Linked DNA regions of Mus musculus: all the other regions are linked to region 2. The links are chromatin contacts, called in public Hi-C maps. All regions are on one chromosome and are shown on one strand. The core of a region is the stretch at or near the end of the contact, and the rest is flanking DNA. Distances in the headings are between cores, read along the strand shown.

The links. A called contact is a pair of places that touch in the nucleus more often than the background predicts.
Region 1: a contact with region 2 is called in a Hi-C map of cerebellum, with 2.1 times the contacts expected there. The contact joins the promoter of Cadm2 here to the enhancer-like site in region 2. A contact is called at or near these places in 3 of 484 Hi-C or Micro-C datasets (cerebellar granule neurons and cerebellum) and 2 of 115 datasets of contacts at active chromatin or transcription factors (astrocytes and embryonic forebrain).
Region 3: a contact with region 2 is called in a Hi-C map of cerebellum, with 2.0 times the contacts expected there. The contact joins two enhancer-like sites. A contact is called at or near these places in 2 of 484 Hi-C or Micro-C datasets (cerebellar granule neurons and cerebellum).

What each region holds. Positions count from the first base shown.
Region 1 is chr16:67,618,932-67,623,409 of GRCm38.p6, reverse strand. It overlaps Cadm2 (cell adhesion molecule 2), which reads left to right and starts at 2,502. Exons shown (of 10, transcript NM_178721.4): 1 at 2,502-3,239. The coding sequence starts at 3,179.
Region 2 is chr16:66,891,018-66,895,742 of GRCm38.p6, reverse strand. All of the region lies in intron 2 of Cadm2 (cell adhesion molecule 2), which reads left to right. Among named protein-coding and RNA genes, the nearest start is that of 1700010K23Rik, 240 kb to the right of the region's middle. Within about 2 kb of position 2,967, at least 9 of the 459 cell types and tissues checked have an H3K27ac peak or open chromatin away from gene starts, as enhancers often do. A contact at or near this core is called in cerebellum, where this site is marked.
Region 3 is chr16:67,847,701-67,852,102 of GRCm38.p6, reverse strand. No RefSeq gene overlaps it. Among named protein-coding and RNA genes, the nearest start is that of Cadm2, 230 kb to the right of the region's middle. Within about 2 kb of position 1,677, at least 12 of the 459 cell types and tissues checked have an H3K27ac peak or open chromatin away from gene starts, as enhancers often do. A contact at or near this core is called in cerebellum, where this site is marked.

The DNA.
Region 1 (4,478 bases), core at 1,253-3,752, 730 kb before region 2:
GCTGAGCCATCTCTGCTACCCATGTTTGATACGTTTAAAAAATTGATTGGATTAAATTAATGACATCTAAGAGTGCACTACTTTGAAAATGGAGCAGATCTGGTTTGGGACATAAAAATGAAATTACCAAATTCCCAGGGTTTATGATTTGGATGTTTCTCACCTTAAATCTTGAAACACTTCCTGCCCCCTGTATCCAAGATGTTGGTGTTCATGTGAGTTTCAACTCATGAATAAAACTTTTAATATTTTCTTAAAACGAATTAATTTGGGTAGTTTGCTTCTGTACTTTACAGGTGACGTTTTCGGTTTATTTTCAGAAACTTATCTTTGAAGTTCCTTAAAATAATAGTATATCTTAAGTCCCTGGAGGCCTAGTGTCTTCCACTTGATGAGAATGTTGAAATTCCCCATGGAGTATCTGGCAAAATAATGCTAATGTTCAATGCTTTCAAAACTGAGTTTCCAGGAAGATTCCAGTCCAGTGAGTGCTGCTTAACATGGGAGATTCTGCAGTTCTTAGTTCCTAGGACCACAGTTCTTGCCTGTGTGTTTTCCAACAAGAATCAAATGTAATCTGTTTCACATTGTCAGTCACCAGTGCTGAAATATTCCTGCCAACTGGAACAACTGGGATGTTGTCCTAAATATGACAAGTTGTGTGTGTGTGTTCTTTCTTATTTTATTTTATTTTTTACCTTTCTGCTCATTGCAACTTTAGAAATGATCAAAGTCTACTTTGGATGATTCAAGGGGAGAGGTCTCGGGGTAATACAGCCATAAAACGGGTACAAACTAGAACCCAGTAACCTTGACATATCAAACCGTCCTTTTTTGACATTCCCATTTGTTACAGTCTTCCTGACACAGAGCTGAAGCAAGGGTTATGGTATTAGGGCATCACCTTTTGATGCTCCCTGCAGCTTAAGTGATAGCAGTATGCAAGGGCTTTCTGTCTTCCCTAATGTCTAAAACTCATGGTGGGCAACTACCTTCAGCAGTAATAAAATTATTCCCCCGTCCTCCTCCTTTCAGACCCTACTTGCAATTTTATTACTGAAATGACACACCTTAATTTTGAGAACCTATGGAGAAAGTTGAGTAGAGATATGAATGGGTCATTACCTAAAAGGCTTTAAGGGTTGCTCATAAAAAGTTGCCGCAAAGGAAGCAGCAGTCTTGAGAAAGGGCAAAGGGCATCCCTATAGGTCTCTCCTCTCATCTTTGCCTCAGTCCTTTTTGGTTGCAAGCTTCTATTGTGTGTTATCTAACAAAGCCGACCTATTTACGTTGTGACTGATTCAACACACCAGAACTCTTCCATCATCTGCTAATTTGGTCCAATTAAAAACTGGTCATAGGGAGAAAAAACTACGAATTAATCTCGGTTAGAAAAACTTGTGAATAATTTGTCTTGCTCATTTAAAGCTGGACTTCTAAAGCTCGTGGTTTGTATTAAGTGATTCTTCCTGACCACTTTATGTCACACCCTCGAATGAAACACATTTCCTCTTCTTTCTTCTTAGGAGTATTGTTGGCATTTTAAAAGAAATTTTATAAGATTCCCTGTTATTTTTAATTAGGAAAAATCCTCTTCACAGCTACACTATTCTTCGCAAAGCAGACAAACTATCGGGCCCCAGTTACATGTTTGCTCTTTACATGGTAAGAGAACTATTACTATCATCTTTTTCAGTTGAGAAGGCTTCAGAAATACCACCACAAAAGCATTATGAAACCAAAGAGACAGCTATGGGATTTGAACCGGATCTCAGTCCCTATACAGTCACTCCCAGAGCTATGTGGAGAAGTGGACGTGGTATACGTAAACTTTTTGAAGAAAAAACAACAACAACAACAACAAAGTGATTTTTTTCCTTTACTTCTAAATCTCTGCTTCCCCAAGTTCTTGCAGGCAGGTAGGTGTTCAGCGCCCTATACTTAGCCTCTCCCACGCCCTCTGTAATCTCTCCCTTTTGCGGCTGGGAGCATTGAAGATTGCTACTGCAGCTGGTGAGTGGGCAGGTGAAGCCACCATCTGCTCTAGGAGTCCAAATGCTCAGAAGAACTTCGCACCCAGGACCGTGCCCAGGCACATCGGATTCCAGAACCTAGGGGTGTGGGATGGGATGGTGCTGGGGGTGTGTGGTGGTGGTGGGGGGGGGGGGGGAAGATCCAGCTAACCCCGCCCCCTCGCGGTGGCGATTGGCTGAATTCTTCTCCAGGGCTCAGCACCTGTTCATGAACAGGGCTGTCTTCCCTGCAAGTTAGCACGTGGCCACCTTTAAGGAGGTGACACCAGTCCTGAGTGCGTGAAAGGGGGCTTCAGAGCTTCCTGCCCGAAGGGTCCTTGAGAAGCCTGTTTGTTTTTCCCGGCGCTTGTCTCCTCCCACCCTTCTCTGTCATTGGCCCGGTGTGGTGGGTGGGTGTGTTCCTATTGGTCAGGGGGTGGAGCCTATCCCTGGCCAGGGTAGGGGCGGGGCCTTCGCGGCGCTGAGCTTGCCCTTGTGTCTGGTGCTCGCTAGAGCTGCTGCTGCCGCCGCTGCCGCCGCCGCCGCCTCCGTCGCCGCCGCCGCCGCCGCCGCCGCCGCCGCCGCCACTGCTGCTGCTGCAGCCGGAGCATCCGGGAGCCGCCGCCGCCGCTGCTGCCACCGCTACCAAGCGCTGCTACCACTGCTGCCCACCTCTTCTCCCAGGACTCTGACACCCGAGCGCGAGCGGCGGTGCTGCCAGCTTGCTGCCCCTGTCCCCCACCCCTCCCTTCCGTGACCTACCCACTCCTTGCAGCCCTCGCCTGCACCTTCCCCGACACCCCGGCATCTCCGCATCACCTGCCTGAGCAACCTCCGGGCGGGCTCTGGGACTTGCCTCGAGCTCCGAAAGGAAGGCAAGGTCCAAACCGGTGCCGGGCAGATCGGTTGTCGGGGCTGCACCACCAGCAGCAGAAGGAGAAGAAACTATTTAGCCCACCGAAACCCCATTCTGCGGGTGCTCTGCCACTGCCGCTTTTGCTGCCGGCAACCAGCTTCCGCGCGGGTTCGAACACAGCAGCGGCGGTACCGTGGGTCCGGCGGGAGCCGGGGGGACGACACCAGCGGAGCCCTTGCACTGTGTGGTTCGCTCAACCAGCATCTCCTTGCCCCCTCGATCCTTCCCCAGACCCTTAAAAGAAGGGACCATGATTTGGAAACGCAGCGCGGTTCTCCGCTTCTACAGTGTCTGCGGGCTCCTGTTACAAGGTAATCCCCGCCCCGCTGTGGGGAGCATCGCTTCACGCCCATTCCCCATCCTTGCCATTCCACCCCGTATTTCCACTCTCCCCTGGCAATCCCCCAGTGCCCGGCGGTTTCCAGTCCCTCCCCCTCCGCCCCGGTGCTGCAGGGGGCAGTGGCAGTTTGCACCAGCCGTTGCTTCTCCAGCGCTGGCTCAGCCCAGTTCTGGTAGCAGAAAGCTCCTTACGCGGCACCTTTCGCCTTTTCATTCACCTGAGCTGCCTTCATCCCACCCCACTCGATCCCCGCCAGCATCCCCCTCCCACTCAGGGTGGCTGGCAACTTGTGCCTGTCTCAACATTCCATTCTCCGATTCCCCCACCCACCCTCGCCAGCCACCTCCCACATCACGCTCTTAAGCGACCCTTTCCACCTCTTGTCATCTCTTTAACCTCCTCCCCTTTTAGGGTCGCCTTCCTCTTTCCCTTCTTCCCACCAGCATCTCATCCATGTGTCTTTTAAAAAGTGTGTGAGAGCCTGGAAGCAAGCTCCCGCGACGGCAAGAACAGCAGCAGCGGCGGCACCGTGTGCATTGCAATAACATCCCCGGGGTGGGGGGGTGGGGGATTGCGAGACGTGTCATTCACCTAGGAAGAGAAGGGAGACTCTGTCTGGTCTAGAGAGAGGAGTACGAGCGAGCGGAGAAAGAGAGAGAGAGAGAGAGAGAGAGAGAGAGAGAGAGAGAGAGAGAGAGAGAGAGAGAGAGAGAGAGAGAGAATATGAATATGAATGAAACAAGAAATTTAAAACGGAGCGAAGGGACAATTTAAAAGACATAAATCCACTTTATCAACACATCGACTTTTTATTATCCAGTCTGCGTGGTTTGCTTTTTTTTTTTTTTTTAAGCAAAGAAATGCATGCACTCTGGCAGCTACTTCACTGCTTTGGATTTTCGCTCAGAATCTTTACCTGTCTGTCTATCCTCTGTCTGCCGCTTCTTTCCGTAATTAATATCATCCTTCAACGCGAAATGCAAAAACCTTGCGTCTGCAATGGAGGGAAACCACACAAAACAGTTATGCAAATCACTGGTCCTGATGCAAAGCGGCTAGGGGATTTGGGCTCATTTCTCCCAGACCTTCTCTTTTGGAGGATGGAGGAGGTGGGATGTGTGGAAGGGGAAGAAGATGCTAATTTTGAAATAAATGGCAAGGCGTGAGTTGGAGTGTATGGGAGAAGCACTTTGGGGTGGTGGAGGAGGCA
Region 2 (4,725 bases), core at 1,718-4,217:
GCTTTTTTTTTTTTAATCATCAAATGTATAATTCCTGAAGCTGGTTTGTCTGCAGGATTCTATACAAAGTATCAACCTTCACATTAATATTTTCCCGGGTCGGTTTGCACTTGCTCTAGCAGGGTACTGTTCCCCTGGATCTAATATGGCACTACAAAGGGCTTGTACATCAAAGCTTGTAAACACGGACAAGATGGGCGAAATCAGCATTAATGAAATCTTTGTGCATTCAGAAATGATCAAACAGCAGAAAACACATCCCATTAGCCACTATGTTACTACACATTTTTTTCAAATGGGAGATTGTTCCCCAGGGAATATTCTGTTGATTCATACGTTCCTGCATATTGATCTCCACTTTAAATAATTAAAGTGATATCATCGCAACACAATGTTTATGTGTTTAGAATTGTGTGCCCATGGTTATAAGACAAATTTATATGCATGTCAAGGAGTGAGAGGTAAAGTATATGTATAATTTCTTAATCATTTTTAATCAATAATTTCCCATCAATAATTTATGCCAGTTACTACCTTGAGGACTAAAATTCTATACCTAGAAGATATTTATGTTATATTATCCAAAGGATGAATTATTTGTAGAGTTATATGATAAAGGCACATCCACCCCGAAAATGTATTGCAAAGAAATAAACATGGGCAATAAAGTGAAGATTCATCATTGTTAGTAAAAGCAACATCATCAACAACAACAACAACAACAACAACAACAACAAAACAACAACAACCTAAAGCATCCATGGCATTTAGAGTGGAAATGAGTGTTTGTTTCTCTAGCAAATGGGAGGGAATGCGGGTGTATGAGAGAGAATATGTTGTACTAAAAGTGCAATTCAATAAACAGATCTAAGCATTTACCAGAAAGTTAACAACCATATAGATCAAAACAACAACAACAAACAAATGAAGACTTGTCACCTTTACAAACCTTTAAATGAGTTTTAAACCTGTATAATTCAACAAAGTTCTTGACATTATGTTCAACTTGCACAATGATGTTCATGCACACCATCAAGTGCTTTGATACTTGATATTACTTTGATAGGGTTAATATGAAGCCGAAAAAAAAATGCTTTCTGGGAATGTAAGTGGGAATGGGGAGTCACATGACTTCTCCTGCTAGCTTCCCATTGCATACCTTCCTGAGTAAAGGTGAGATCCTTAGACAGGAAAAGTTCCCTGTAGTCTGACTGGGCCCTCCTTCCAGGCTCACCTTGGACCATCCCCAGCTGCCTCTCATTGGGCATCAATCTCAGTGGGTTTTGTTTCCCTTTGTTGTATGTCTTTCCTTTCAGTTCCTTCAACTGCCAGCAGTTTTTTTTTTGACTCTGATCTAGAGATTTTTACTTATAGCTGTTGGTGGAACAGTACTGGCTCTGCACCATCCTTGCCCTAAGGCTATTTTCAAATTGTTGGCTTTTTCTTGAAAGCAGATAATAGTTGAAATGTTACCGTTTCTCAGCTGGATACTTCTTTTAGTATTTGTCTTTTCAATTTTGCTGCTTCCTCTTCATTGCCAGTTCTGAACGGACAGCTGTCATTTCTAGGTGATCTACTCAAGTCATGCCCATGGGAGGTACACTGTCACCATCAAGCATATATCTGACAAATAAATTCATGTAATTGAAGAACATTTTATTGAAAAATTCCACTCAAATAGTAAGTATATGTTCAGAAAAGACTACATTATAACTGTAGTTTAGTGGTTAATATGAATTGAAATTATCCATTAAAACGTGTAATATATGTTTTATACTTTTTTATTATTTTATTTTTCACAACTTAAAATTTACAGAAATATTATTTAAAAGAAAATATTATAAAGGTTCCTTCAAACATAAGTAGATATATTGATTGCTTTAATGAAATTATTTATATTTAGTACAACGAATAATAAAAACAGTATCAATAGAAAGCCAATGTCAATCTTACATCATATTTTTCAGAAATGTGTGAAATATGAGACAATTCTAAAGAAAAATAACTCCTGCATATAGATGCTAAATTAAATCAATAACTAGTACTTAAAATTCAGACTAAAATTCATTAAATCAAAAACCTTGTTTTCTGTTTAAAATTGAGGAAAACAAAAACTACAACATCAGATTAAAGACCTAGTATATTTGTATTTGTAATTTGCCCCATTATCTTTGTCTTATTTTGCTAAGATATATTTTATGTATATGTATATTAGTTGTACATTATAAATTAATATTTTAATATTTAATTGTTTAATTTGTTTAATATTTAACTGTACTTTACATTTTATATCTCTTCTAAAAATATAACTAGCAGTGCAGATTTCTGTTGTATTTGATATTTAAAATATATTAAATTTAGTTGTTTTAATTCATGAACCTTCCCAGACATATCAAATATGTAAGCACCCTTACTATTCCTTTAGAATCTGATTGAATTTTCTGCCAACAAAATGCAAATTTAAATGATTATAACACACCAATTTTCCCCTTTCAGTGGAAAATTGACTTTATAGATGTAACTTTTTAAAAAAGAATACTAAACAGTTAAATAGTCAAATGATATTAAAATATAGGTTAATGAACTACACTTTATATAAGAACAGAAAACATTTATTTAATAAGTTTCTTAGAGATTTATAAATACTCCCTAAAAATTATAATTAAGAATATATGGATTTGGTGATAATACTGAATAATAAAACAGACTAGAAAAATTTTTTATATAGACAGTACAACTTTTCTGTGAATTCTCTAAGAAGGTTATGGTTTATAGGATCACCTAGTCAAGAGTTATTGTTGGATACATTGGAGATGCGGTTTTTCTCTTAAGTCCTAAAGTTTGCCTTGTATGAATGACCTAGAAAACTCATCCCGCATTCCGGAAAAGAGAATGACGTGGAGTTTCTACAGGAGAGTTATGGTTCTGTGCCTCAGGAGCTGCGGGTGCCACTGTAAATCTGAAAGAGCCTTTTGTCACGGATCAGAGCCAACAAGGGGTGAGGTCCAAGCTTTGGGTGTGCGGCAGCTTCTGCTCTCTGGGTTGGTATCAGAGTGTGATGCTCACAATGGCCACGGTGAACCCCAGGATCTGGTCTACAGGATTGTAACTCCCGAAGCTGCCAGTTTGGCACTGTTTTGCTTCGATATGAGGAAGAGAAAGCCTCTCCAACCTTTCCTGGCCTTGCAAGACCCACTGGCCGCCAGCTTTGTCTCTTCCCGGCTTTGGTCTGGCAGTTGTAATGGAACATGGGTCTCCAATGTGCATCCTGTCTCTATGGAAACTGGCAGGCAGCATGGTCTGATGGCCATGCTCCACAGTGGCTGGGATGAGGGATGGCACAGAAGGTGGAGACCAGGTGTTATATTCTAAATGGAAAGTTGAATGCAGGGGAAAAAATGCAGTAGACTCAAAGAAAAATAAAATTATTTGGTACAGCCAATAGATTTCAGGAATTGTCTAAAATCTACATTCTAGAAAACAAAACAGAAAAGAGAAAAACAAGATGACAAGTAAAATCTCTGTAAGTATGTGAAGAAGAGGGGGTTACACCACAAGGAGAACCAATTTGCACTTAGTTATCAGTCTTAATTTTTCCTCCAATTTCCTGTCTCGGGTGATAGAGCATCCACTGTGGTTCCCTTGGGGATTGTAAACCTGCCTTCCTGACATTTGTGTTTTGCCATCTAATAGGCTTTCGTATGCAATGTGCTTCAGTCCACACAACTACTGAGCCACAACTTTCACATTAGAAGGTTATTTGTTTCGAATGCCTTTAGTAATTTAGTGGAAGTAATAACACACTGTGTGTGCACTTAGATGTATTTTTAGACTCTAATTTAGGCGACATGAATGATCTCCAACTTTGTAAGATGCACATTCTTTATTTAAATACGCCCTGAACTAGTTGAGAGAAGAGACAATAGAGGGGGGAGAGAGAGAGAGAGAGAGCAAGCAGACAGGGAGAGCTGAAATAACATGAAGCAAAAAGCCAAACAAGAGTAGACCTACATAGCACATCACTGTAAAATGCACAGCCTACTCCATTCTGTTTCTTGCTGGCTTCATAGTTCACAACAATTAGCATATTTTACATGTACTGATCCACTTGGCATTTGTGCTTTTTGCAACCCATAAATAAGAAACTCAACACAAGGAATGCATTTTGCATTTAATTACGTTTCTGAGAGAAAAGAAAATATTGTTTAAACAAACTGAAAAAATATTTTGTGTCATTTAACTCCAGTGGCAGTATCTTTTCAGAATCAGATAACTTTATAAATACATTTAGCAGATATAGGGTCGTGTAACCATACTTTCAAATGAAAGGGTTAAATTACAGGCCATTATATAACCGGAGGTTTTGACACTTTTTTTTTTATTGAAAAGCTGCACGTTCCCAAATTTTGTTGTCTTCTTTTTGTTTTCCATTATTATTTTTTTAAGTCTGGACATTTCTTGCAAAAAGTCTTCCTTATATTTGGGAAAAGAAATATAATGAGAAATCCTAAATTACTGTTAATTTGTTAATTTGCCCCCAGAATTTGATCTTACATCCTTAAAAACCACCGAGTGTTACTTATTCCCTCTCAGTGGGTACAAAGGCCAGCCTCATTCTGTCTGTCTAGGACTGTCTCAGGTGGCTCTAGCTCTCCTAGAGGAAGCAGTCATGCACAGAGCACTTCTGGGCTCTATGCTTACTCTCTAGCTCAGGAAGAGTTGGAG
Region 3 (4,402 bases), core at 428-2,927, 960 kb before region 2:
AAGGAGAAGGCAGGGTATGAGCCTATATGCCTTACAAGCATAGATTACTCAACCTCAAGAAAATTCCCTAACCTCTAGAGTCCAAGAGCTATAGGACTATGTTTACAATTCTAAACTCTGTGAATTGCATATATAAAACAATGCCTCTTTGGCTTTTAATGCTCAGAGTCCCAATCCTTCAGCTCTCACGGGTAATAGATACAAGCCTCTAGATCTGGAAGCCCAGTGTGGACATCAGAGCCGTCAACACAAAAGAAGTTTCCCCTGTGTCTATGTAGATAGACTAAGTGGAGAACCTCCAGCTACTCCTTCACAATGGTATCACATTCACGGTCCTTATAATTATGATGAGGACATCCTTAGGGAAGATTATTCCATTTCCCACACCAGCTATTTTCTTTCAAATAACACCAAAATATTTATATAATGCAATCAACTTGTTTTTGAAAGCAGGGAATTAACAAGGAATATTTTTTAAATCTGTCTAATATTTGCATGCATAATCTCTTTCAGACTACCAAACAGAAATACTTTAATGATGGCAATTCACTTTGTTTTACATAATGAAAAATGCTTTCAAACATTAAGATAATTGAAGCTGAGGAAATAATGTGTTAATCTTATATGCCATGATCCATTGCTCCATTTTACACCGTTTTTGTTTTCTTCATTTTTTTTCAGTGACCAGTTTATTCACTCATATCTATTGTTAAAAATATATAAGGTTAAAAGTCTTGATAAAATTCCATTTTACTTACAAATCAAATAGATTGAAAAATTATGCAGTATAGATGTTCTATTTGCTTTATAATGCAGAAAAATTTAATCAGGATCTAATTTTAAGGATTTACTTTTGTTATTTGTTTATGTGTGTCTATGTACGTGCGTGCGTGTGTGTGTGTGTGTGTGTGTGTGTGTGTGTGTGTGTGTGTGTGCAGGATTATGTGAATCTGTGTGCAGGTGCCCATGGATTCCAGAAAAGGGTGTTAGATACCCTGGAACTAGAGTTATAAGTTATTGTGAACTGTTAAACTTGAGGGCTAGGAACACACCTATGGAGCCATGTAATGGTCATAATATTAATAACTAAACCATATCTCTTGCCTCAGAGCTTAATTTTTAATCAACTGCATAAGAAAGATGGAATTCTAAATTAGTAAATGGTTTCAGAGAAATGAGTTCAATTTAATTTGTAAAAATAGTAGGATCATGTAAAGACCAAAAGCAAAACAAATAATACTGTAAAAAAAAATTAAGAGTATAAGAGTAAATTTAACCATCGAAAGTGTAATGAAACATTTTAAAAGCTTTATTTCATCTTGGAATTATTGTTAAATTTATTATTACCTAAAGTTTACTTTAACGGCTATGAAATCATTTTGTGAATTAAATATTCAAATATTAGAGACAATAATTTGACAGAATAAATAAAACAAAGTAAACAAGTTCAAAGAAATTCAGAGCAAAAATTAAAAGACTCTGCTGTTTGAACTTCACATTCTCATCTTTCATATTTGAAGTTTTTTTTTTTTTTTTTTGTTTGTGCATGTGTGGCTTTGAAAAGCCAAATTGTGGCTTATGTTTCTTTCCGCCCATTCTTTTCAAAACCTGTCACCATCCTGGGCTCAGCTTCTCAATTTAATGGGTAGCTTTCTGCCTATTTTTAAAAAGATCCACCCCATCCCTGGCTTCTGCAGTCCCATCTGGTCGATCTGCTGCTCCTAATGTTGCAAGCAGTCAGAATATCTGCCACAGTTCCCCTTTCTCTTCTGCTGAGGGTTTTTGTGTACTCTGTATTGACTGTTTTCTGATGATTTCAGCTACCTGAAGCAGCATTTACATTCTCCAACCACTGCCCTTTGTCACCTGCAAGCCCTGAATACTTGTATCATCCTAATGTGGTTTTCTCTCACCCTTTCTGTTTATCTAAATCTTCCGTAATTCTCATGACCTGGAGTAAGTCTTATCTACCTCACTGCGCACTTTCTTTTGATTACTTTTGCTGACATTGACCTTTCCTTTTTTTTTTTTTTTCTTCTAGTCTATATATAATCCAGTTTCACAGCCAAGCCCATGAATATTCTGTAATTATCTGCATGTTTTTTTTTTCTTTCTACAAACATTATTAGCCTCTTAAAGGCAAGGGTCATATTCTATATTACTTTGTATTTTTTCATATTCACAACAGTAACTCACAGTTCAGAGAGGACATGTAATGTGTTCCAAAGGATATAAGTTGATTTGCAGCTCCCTTATAAATCACCCACTAAAGCTCTTGAAACAATTTGGTATGCAAAATATCATGCAAATATTATGATAGCAGAAGATTAATTGTGAACTGAACACAGGCTAAAGTTATTTTCTTTTATCCTTTCCCTCCCTCTTTCTATCATTTGCTCCCTCCATTCCTCTCTTCCCTTTTTTTCTCATTTATTCTGCAGCCCATTGATAGATACTAGTAACATTATATTTTCTATCTCAACACTTACTTTTAATCATATCTCTCCTGGAAAATGACACTTATATAACTGTCATAGATAGGTAGTAAAAACAATTATTATCCTCCTCTGGATGCAAATCAGTTTACCTCTGATAGTCAATCAGACATTCTCTTTCAATATTAATAACTTCTTTTGACCGAAATTTGGTTTAAGACCAGTTCATCATCATTTGGTGTAGCCTACATTTTATATTTTACAGGATAATTTATAATTTCTTACAGGATAATTTTACCAGAAGAAAAAAGTTTCAAAGGCTTTATTGAGTAGTCTTCTTAATTCTACACTCCTTCCCACCTATAAATCTATTATAATTTCTCACAATCTGTTCTTGTATTCCTTTGAGCTTAGTGATATTTTAATTTGTCATTTACTCATCAAGTACATGGTAGCTTAAGCCCTCCAGGATTTCACATGATCAATTGCTTCTTTATTTCAAAAACTGCTAGCAAGGATAGAACATTCCATTTTGGTTACCATATAAACATATGATTAAAGTCTGCAACAAAACAAGCATGACAATTACCTCCCCATAATTATTCTTTTCTTCTCTATTTAAAATTTTTATAAACATAGTATGTTTTTACTTTCTGCCTTTATTTTATTCCATTTTATTCATAAACCCTTAAAAGTTGTGGAATAGGAGAGGCACAGTAGCTTTAACAATGGCATAGAATCAAGTCTTAGCTCAATGCTCCATTAACAAGGATATATGAACTCTCTTGCCCTCTGTTGTTTCATGACGTGAGGTAGAAATAATAACAACCTTAGAGCGTTGCCTTGAGGATTGAGTCAGATGGTACAGGCAGAGCAATTAACAGCATCTGACACACAGTAAACAGTTTATTCTTTGCTTCTTATTCTGTAATTTCCAATCGTTTACTTGTAACTTCCTTAATAAGATGTCTAATGATCTGAAACTTTTCAAGGTACTTGGGAACGCGTGGATCTTTTCTTTGTTCTTTAATTCAGTCATAAAATATTAACAAATAAGTATGTTAGATAGGAAAAAAAAGTTTACAACATAGAGTGCTGTGTAAAATGAAGAAGCACACATTTCTGCATAATTCTTCAAACTAGAGAAAAATTATTAAGAAGTACACAGTAGTGTACAAACAAGCAAGTAAACATTAGCATTATTATGGTAGACCATTGGTTTAAGTATAAATAACTAATTAAGTAAAGGACACAAAAGGGACTTAATTGATATTGATAAGTCCAGAGAGCTCTCTGAGAATATTTCATTTAAACACACATTGACTGTGTACTAGCCCAATATTTAGAAACAGTAAGAAAAGAGAGCTGTCACGTGTTTGAGGCCAGACAATGTTTTAAAATGAGAATCAGACTAGCTGTGGATAAATAGGACGATTCCTTATCTACTGGTAAACAAATGAACCAAATTCCACAAACTCAAAGTTGACTCTTGGTGAGTGGCATTGGAGACTTGAGACATTCAAGCATAGTAAAACTGGGAAACTCAAATTTCAGTATGACTCTCTGAAATATTAACATGTCTTCTAACCATGTTTGAGTACGTAGTTGTCATGAAAAACATTCTCTTCCAGATTATAGTCTATCATCAGGGAATCCTGGGTAGGAAATAAAGGCAAGAACTGGGAGATAGAAGAGGTCTTAGTGCCACTCTACTAACCAACTTTCCATTCCTGTCCAGCTTGCTCAGTTCTTTGTTGTACAAGCCATAGCAACCCTGACAGAGGTGGCACCACTCCCCATAGGGTGATCTCTATAACCTTAATTTATCAGTCAATAAGTTGGTCAATAGGCCAGTCAATTGAATCAAGGCAATTCTTCAATTGATATTTCTTCTTCCAAGATATGTCTATGTTTGTATTAAATTAAAGCCAATCATGCCAACATGAAACACACTAAGCTGACATATA